2 separate regions of the Danio rerio genome follow, and region 1 is linked to region 2. The links are chromatin contacts, called in public Micro-C maps. All regions are on one chromosome and are shown on one strand. The core of a region is the stretch at or near the end of the contact, and the rest is flanking DNA. Distances in the headings are between cores, read along the strand shown. Region 1 holds the start of mcm3l (MCM3 minichromosome maintenance deficient 3 (S. cerevisiae), like). Region 2 holds the start of ftr63 (finTRIM family, member 63).

Region 1 (4,389 bases), core at 803-3,302, 310 kb before region 2:
GCTCAAATAAGGAAATATAAAATGGTTTACATTTTGGCAACAATGTGGTTCTGCATAACATTTTTGATGTAAAAGTGATTAAATTTATTGTCTATAATTTTCAAACCATTGGTAGGGGAGTGCGAGGCACAAAGTAACGCGAGGTTAAATGTAACACCGAGATTTAAGGTATACTTGCTCAGGGTTAACCATGGCATGACTGCGAGGTTTTCACCACAGTGTCGGCAGATGTCTTCTTGCCAATTATTGAAAAAGTTTGGCGAAATTTGGATGAGAACACGGAGAAACCATTTTTGCAACCTAAAATAATTTTTTATTATAGTCAATATTTTTTAAATATATTGTTGTGACTACCATCTTCTAGGCTAAAATATGAAACCATTTTGAAAGATGTAAAACACAAAGTGACTGCTAGCCAGTTTTGAAGAAAACACGACACCGCGCGGTTAGTTAGTTAGTGTTACAATTAAGCCACGCACTGTTGGACACCAATCAAACTAACACTATATATATATATATATATATATATATATATATATATATATATATATATATATATATATATATATATATATATATATATATATATATATATATAATTTTGAGTGTAATGTTGAGAACTATTTAAATGAAATGAAATTTTTTTTTTTTTGATAGACAAAAAATATTTTACTGCTAATAATACAAATAAATGCATTGTATAATCCAAATGTGTTTATCCAATAAATAAATAAATATACCGTGCTATTCATTCATTTTCTTGACTGCTTAGTTCCTTTATTAATCCAGGGTCGCCACAGCAGAGTGAACCGCCAACTTATCCAGCAAGTTTTTACGCAGCGGATGCCCTTCCAGCCGCAACCCATCTCTGGAAAACATACTGTGCTGTGTAGAATAAAAAATAAATTGAGCTAGGTACTGAGAAAATATAGCTACTATTTAAAGTAAACTTTAAATTTTTAAATAAACTGTGTGTAATCTGCCTTTTTTTAAGCATGTGTTACAACTAACCCTGTCTGTTACAACTTGAAGTGAGGTAAATAGTAACATTTTTACTCCTGGCACTTTTGGCAACACTGCAAAGAAACAATAGTCCGGCGATTATACAACCAGAGCTCATTTGTAGGAGAGGCTTGTGTTTTGTTGGTAAAAAAACAAATGGTTTGTTTAACCCCAAACCTTTGTTTATTATTTGACCAAAGCCAAAAAGTGTTACTTTGTGCCCCGCTCCCTTACTTAACTGATTAGTATGTAAAATATTGGATTCAGACATTAGATATATTACCAGATAAGAGCTGAACAAGCAGTTTTTCTCCAGCTTGAGGAACTACATATAGAGAGGGGCGTAATCGTTCAGGTCTAACCAATGAAACACGCCTTCACAGCGCGCACTCAAATCCTATTTGCTGAATGGTAAAGTCAGTCACCGAAGAGGAACGCCTTCAGACACTTCAGGAGTTTGTTTGCAGAGAACCGAGCAAAGGAAGATTCGTCCAAAACGTGAATGAATATTTTATAAAACCATATGAGCCGTAGCCTGAGGCTTCGTCCTGGAATGTCGTAACAAACGAAAATGAACTAATTTATGTGCGTATTATGCAACTACAGTATGTGTGAGTGTCAACAGTATCAAGCAGCTCGGAGTAAAATAACTGAAGAGCACTGTAAGAGCTTCAAATACAGTATAAAAGAATGGAATAATTCAAAGGGGGTCTAGCGCATTCATTGTCCTTTTGACTCGAGCATTTTAAGAAGCGTTCAGGAGAATCTATTTTGCTAATAGGGTCCAGCTACCATTACACAAATAAAACATGGTTACTTGTAAAAAAAAAAAACAAACAAACATGATAATTACGAATTATTCATGATTTTGCTACACTAACCACAGTTTAACCATTGTATTTACAGTAAAAACGTGATATAGGCTACACATGGTTATCTGTTATATTTTTTACCATAATGAAAGCATGGTTCGAAATAGGGGTAGCTCTATTCAAATCAGTTGGATAATCACATGCTCAAGTTAATGAGCCTAATTAACATAATTGATTGTCAGGCCTGTTGCACCAGCTTGGTTTGGTTGCTTCATGTTTGTGCATTTGATTTTTGTTGAACTGTGAATGTTATTTTAAAATATTGTAATGCACATGCTGATGCGCGTGTAGGAGAAATGGATACTGGGTTAGAGGACCTCGAGCTGAGAGAGTCACAGAGGGAATATCTGGACTTTCTGGATGATGATGTGAATAATTTGAATAATCTTTATGTGTTTGACTTGTGGGCATTTTGAACTGTATAAACTTTGTTTTTTGTCTGTCAAACTAAATCTTTTTTTATTGTAATTTACAGCAAGATCAGGGCATCTACCATGAAAAGGTCAGGAGTATGGTGTCTGATGGACAGTGTCGTCTCATTGTCAACATTAATGATCTGAGAAGAAAAAGTGAAAAAAGAGCTAAAGAGTAAGTGATTAATTTGATTAAAAGTTGTCTATTTTGTTTCATATTTTGCTTTTTTGACAATTTTAGATTTTTTCTTTAACGTTGTTTGCTCTTCGGGATTTGGTCAGTAACAAACATGTGGCCAGATACATGTGAAACTCTGGTGTAAACAGCATGGTTGATGTACTATATGTTGCTCTGCTGTCTAAAATATACAAAAAAAAAAAAAAAAAACATGGAAGCTGCTAAATCACTTACTAAAGCAGAATATGGTGTAGCATTTTGATTTAACATGTGGTAAAGGATACATTTGACCAGATTAGCCTAATGTTACACTCGCTTGAGCATAAATTATAAGAACAAACATGAACGTTATCAAGATTCTTGCCATGGAAATCGTGAATTAGTTTGGTCAACCACAAACACTTTTTGTTCTTCAGACAGCTTTTTTTTCTCTCTTCTGCTTGACTTTACATGGCTTTCAGTATTCTAATACAATCTAATAGCAAAGCCCAAAACAATTGATCATTTTCAGCAGTAGTAAGCAAATAATATGATTCTCAGTCAGTTCAGTCACATTGTTTACGTTCTGTGTTTCCAATATGGCTGACTGATGATGTGTGATGAAAATTCTCTGTAGAGGAGAGTGGGGACAGTTGCAACACTTTTTGCAATTCTTTCAGTTTCTCGAAGACAATTTTATTTTTTTTTTGTGGAACCCCAAAATTTTAAAACAATAAACTCACTTCTGTTGGACAGGCACCCATATTGCTATAATATGTGTAGATATGTTAATAAATTCTTCATTTATTACTTAAAGAAAGGGACAATTGCAACATTCATTCAAATTATAATTTAAAAAAAATCTAAAACCTCGAGTTGGATTTTATTTTTTGGTAAACCCACTAAATGAAAATTGGTTAAATTATTAAATGTGTTGGCCATATAAATACAAAACCTTAAAAAAAAAAAAAAAAAAAAACGAGCAACATCCAATTATAAGGCCTAAAAAAACTGAACTTTTTTTTTTTTTTTTTTTTTTACTGAAAGATTGAACCTTTACCAAACTACTACTAAGAATGTTGACATGAATTAATTAATCAAATATTTTTTTCAAATTATATTAAAACTGTGATCAATAAAATTGTACATTTGTTAATATGGCAAGCTTTCAAATGAATTTTATAACAATTGGGGACAGTTACAGAAGCATGTTCAGCAACTCTGTCAACCTTGATTAAACATTCCATGCTAGAGAGATACAATAGCTTGTTACAAACGCTTGATAGCTATACCTATTTAAAGCTATGAAAACAGTGATTTAAATTATACAAATGAATAATGTTTCACAAAAACAGATTGGGCTGTATGAGAAATTTTCTGATCATTACAAAAAACTATTTTTTTTTTTTTTTTTTTTTTTTAAATACCTAAAATGAGTTTTAGACTGAAGAAATGGTCACATATGGCTGATTTCTCTTGGATGGAAGAAGGATCCAACTGACAATATGTAGTATGAATATCATCCCTCCATAGCTCATTCCTTAATGGAGAAATAAGTCTTGTTGTAACTGCCCCATGTTGCCCCCATTCTCCCATACACTGTAAAAAATGCTGGATTTCACACAATCAATTTGTGTTAAAACATCTCGAAGAAAATAAGTTAACCTATTAGTTTTTACAAATGGATATTGATTTAACATAAAACTGTTAGGTTTCCCCCAAAAAAGCTTGAATTGTGTTGTTTCAGCTTATTTTAAATAAGTAGTGGAAGCGGCAAATGTAATTTTGAGTGTATATCCTTGAATCTTTATTGATCTGATTAAGTGTCTCTTTTTAATAGATTACTGAAGAATGCTTTCGCTGAGCTGGTGGCGTTTCAGAAAGCCCTGAAGGATCTCGTGGCTTCAATAGATGCCACTTATGCTAAGCAGTTTGAGGAGTTTCA
Region 2 (4,122 bases), core at 411-2,910:
GCTGCTGTCTGAAGCATGAGTATACATACTTGCCAGTACTTATGGCAGAATGCCACAACATTCATTCATTCATTCATTCATTCATTTTGTCGGCTTAGTCTGTCATGACTGTCAGTGACCACCTGAGGTCGCTGTAGTTCAACGGACACTGAGTAGGAACTACAGCGCCCAAAAACTACAAATCTATACATACCAAGCGCATTACATCTGGTCCACAATATTGATCTGCCATCACAGCTGTGTCTGTTTTCCGTTGATTATCTGGACTATATATTCTATCATTCCACCTCTGTTTGTCATCGCGTCATTTGTCTATCTTGACTGTCTTGTCTCTAGTTTCCAGTAAGTCTGATATTCCGAGTTGCTGTTCCTGATCTTGTTCTCGTATCTTGCTTAAGTCTAGTACGTGTTTATCTGTGTTAGTTTCTTGTTTTGTTGTTTATTTGTTACTTTGCACTTTGATATAATGTATTTTTTTGTCACTAATACTGCACTAAATATCTAATAAAATCTGCACTTGGATCCGCAACCTTTTGTTTCTGTTTTGATCACGCTAAACGTGACATTGTCCCTTTATTAATCAGGGGTCGCCACAGCGACATTAACCACCAACTTATCCAGCATGTTTTTATGTAGCGGATGTCCTTCCAGCTGCAACCCATCTCTGGGAAACATCCAGAGATATTACAGGTATTACAAAAGGAGGTGAAATATGAGGACATTGGTGACGTCCTCATTTTTCAAAATGCTTATAATTCCCACAGAATGAGTTTAATCAGAGAGTAAAGCTGCACACAGTCTCCTGTGATGGTTGGGTTTAGGGGTAGGGTGGGGTGAGGGCATTATAATATACGGTTTGGGCTGCATAAAATCAATGGAAACCTATGTAATGTCCCCGCTTTTCACAAAACCAAACGTGTGTGTGTGTGTGTGTTGACCACATGTAAAGAACTATTTATTTTTACATAACTCGGAAATTTAATATATAATTTAAAATGTAAAACAATATTAATACCATATGAAACACTGAAAATATGAATTTAATGACTGTGACACCTTGTAATTATAAACATAAAAACATAACTTTTTTTTTTAACCCAGAAAGCATAAAATGTTTTTTTGCATGTTTAACGTGGCATCATTTTGTGAAGTGAAGACAAATGAATTAAATGTATACCTGCTTGATTGTCTTCTCTGTTGTGGCTGTTACCATCCTGTGGTTTTTGTGTTTACCCATTGCACACAGGCAACAAATACAGGTCTTGTCAGTGTGGCAGTAGATTTCCACTTGTTTCCCATGTTGAGGACAGATCATCTGCTTGATTCGTCGAGTGGCATCAATCACTTTGTGTGGTTTTCCTGAGCGAAATTCTTCATGACGATTGAAATGAATCTGACAGTAGGATTCTATACACACCAGACAGGACTTGACGGCTTTGTTTTTTCTTCCAGTGCAGACGTCGCACTGCATATCTCCAGATCCAGCTGGAACAACAGCTGAGATTTTCTTCATTTTCTCCACCATTTCCGCCAGAATGATGTTTTTACCCAACGCAGGTCTTGGGGTGAAGGTTTTTCTGCACTGCGGGCAGCTGTAAACCCCTTTCTGATCCTCCTTATTCCAGCAATCTGTAAGGCAGCTCATACAGTAACTGTGTCCACAGTTAATGGTTACTGGATCCTTTAGTAGATCTAGACAAACTGAACAGCTGAACTGATCATGTTCCACTGAAATACTGGCTTCTGCCATTTCAAAAAATAGGAAGACAAGTGAGAAGTTTTCAGCTATGGAGTTAGAATAGTTTCCTGGTTATTTAGATTACTGAAGGCAGGTCTTCTGTAAAGGGTGTGACTTAACAGTAATGTGAAAGTTCACATAGTGAAAGGGAAAACGAAACTGAGCCTCCAGTTCAATGCTCAACTGGTAGAGAAACTCAAATACAGCTTTTAATGTCAGACAAACCTTACCATGATGACTGCAAAAGTAGTAACCTTTGGGGTTGTGCATTTTTTAAATACAAACACAATAACACTGTAAAAATAACTGTTATTTAACAGTTTCCATATTTTGTTTCACAAGTGTTCTGTGTTTATTTGCGATTGTGAATGACATTAAAGGACCTTGATCTCTGCTCTGTCCACTTTTAATGTTGAAAGTTCAACTCTACAGCTTAACAAAGTGACTTTTATGAACATTTTAGTAATGAACGATTTAGATTTATACCTTCCAAACCATCTCAGCATGAATCAACATTTATCCTTTTCTCATTATTTTTATTAAATATAATTATTTGATTATTTGAATGAGTATTTAACTTTGAATTTTAATTGATGAATAAGTTAACGCATGGCTTACTATAAGAATGTTCAGTGCATTTGCCTGTCTCTTTAAAACTATTTTCAGACACCACCAAACTAGGTCAGAGGTCACGGAGTCCTCGATTGGAACTGAGGGCTGAAGACTGGAAGCAACTAGTTCTGTTGTTATTTCTATTAGTTTATACTGTCTAAAATGTTATTTTTATGGTTAATTCTTTTAAAGTGATTCTACTTTTTATTCAAGATAGACTTTGTGTATTAAGGATTATAACTGCCTGAATGTAGATTATACCGTTTTTAACCAGTTTTGATGAAGACGGCTGAGAGTACACTCAGCCTGGGATAAGAAACAGATTGTACTTTAAGTGTGTGTGTGTGTGTTCTATTTGATTGTTGATCCGTTTCACAGGTCTGGAGTCAGCTCTAATCAGTCTAGTGGATGTCTGACGTCCATGCTTAAGATATTGTTCAGAATATACACACAAACCCCACGTGGATATTTTCCTAGTCTATCTGTGTTTTAACCAATCAGGTTAGAACACCTATATGTATGACGTTATGTGAGACCGTAATTGTTATTGATTGGTGATTGTAAGCAGAGCGGCCAAGGACCTCATTGCGAGTGTCGAAGCTGGCTTCTGCTGATGAAACTGCAAACTATCTTCAGCAAACTTGATTTATTTATTTGCCTTAGTGCCCCCACCAGTGCTGATATACAGCTATATCGCACTGCTACTCGTGTGATATTGCGTTTATACAACAGTTTGACGGCATAATAGTGTATATAAAATCAAAATCAAACATGGAGAGTCTCAAAAACCCTTTTGTATGAGGAACTTCTTTCTTCTGCGTTGGATTCAAATCATAAGCCGACAACTAAACAGCTGAGCAAGCATCTTTTAAACTTTAGATCTGTAGTGTCTGCTTTTTGCCAAAGAGATTAGAATGACCAAGAGGCGACACTCAATAGAACGTTCCATTGCAACAGCGGCAACAGCCCTGCATTCCGCCATTTTGAAGTGAAAGTGGTCGGTCGTCCATTGGATCTCATTACTGTCGCGATGGCAAGCAGCTGCTTTGTTTTTTATTTATTTATTTGAAAAGCGCATTAAAGCTTAGATACAACCTGAAAGACGACAATACAACACTTATTATCACAATCCTCAGCACTTTTAATAGTTTATTTTACAGACTTATAATATGCTGTTGTTCTATTGGAGTGTTCATTCCAAAATGGCCGCCGCGCCCTCTAGTGGCTGTTTCCCAAATTACACTAGAGTGTCGCCTCTTGGTCATTCTAAGCTCTTTGTTTTTGCTGGCTGTATGTGGGCGTAGTAATACACAAAGGGTAAGAGGTTGGGTGCTGATATTACTTAAATATATCACGGCTATCAGCTAATCAGATTTGAGGACCAGACAGAACTGTTGTATAAATTACTTTAAATGTTAATAAAAGTAACTTTATCGTTCTTTTCAAGGTTAAAAGCTGTTGAAAGAAAGATTAAGGTCCCATAATGCAATTCAAAAGTATAAATAAATGGGGAAAAAATTATAATTAAATGAATCACAAAATACAAATAAAGAAAAAAAAAATACTCATTTACGGATATTTTTAGAGTGCAGTTTACTCATTTGAGTAAATTTAGTCAAACATTTTTTCATCAGTTTTAAATGAAACAGACAGTTTAGTCACGTTCTGAAATGTCTACAGTGCATTCTGACTATATCAATACTGTTTAACTAACTATAATACAGAATTCTGGAGAATGTGAATAGTAAGTCGTTATTTACCACCAAATGTAT

The links. Hi-C and Micro-C count contacts between places; a contact is called where the count stands out from the background.
Region 1: a contact with region 2 is called in a Micro-C map of caudal fin, with 4 times the contacts expected there. The contact joins the promoter of mcm3l here to the promoter of ftr63 in region 2. A contact is called at or near these places in 1 of 18 Hi-C or Micro-C datasets (caudal fin) and 1 of 4 datasets of contacts at active chromatin or transcription factors (embryo).

The regions. Positions count from the first base shown.
Region 1 is chr20:6,685,664-6,690,052 of GRCz12tu, reverse strand. It overlaps mcm3l (MCM3 minichromosome maintenance deficient 3 (S. cerevisiae), like), which reads left to right and starts at 2,052. Exons shown (of 17, transcript NM_001171068.1): 1 at 2,052-2,242; 2 at 2,350-2,462; 3 at 4,285-4,389. The coding sequence starts at 2,171. It overlaps si:ch211-191a24.4, which reads right to left and starts at 1,368. Exons shown (of 4, transcript NM_001277124.1): 1 at 1,286-1,368.
Region 2 is chr20:6,370,901-6,375,022 of GRCz12tu, reverse strand. ftr63 (finTRIM family, member 63) reads right to left here and starts at 1,660. Exons shown (of 6, transcript XM_688693.11): 1 at 1,178-1,660. The coding sequence starts at 1,645.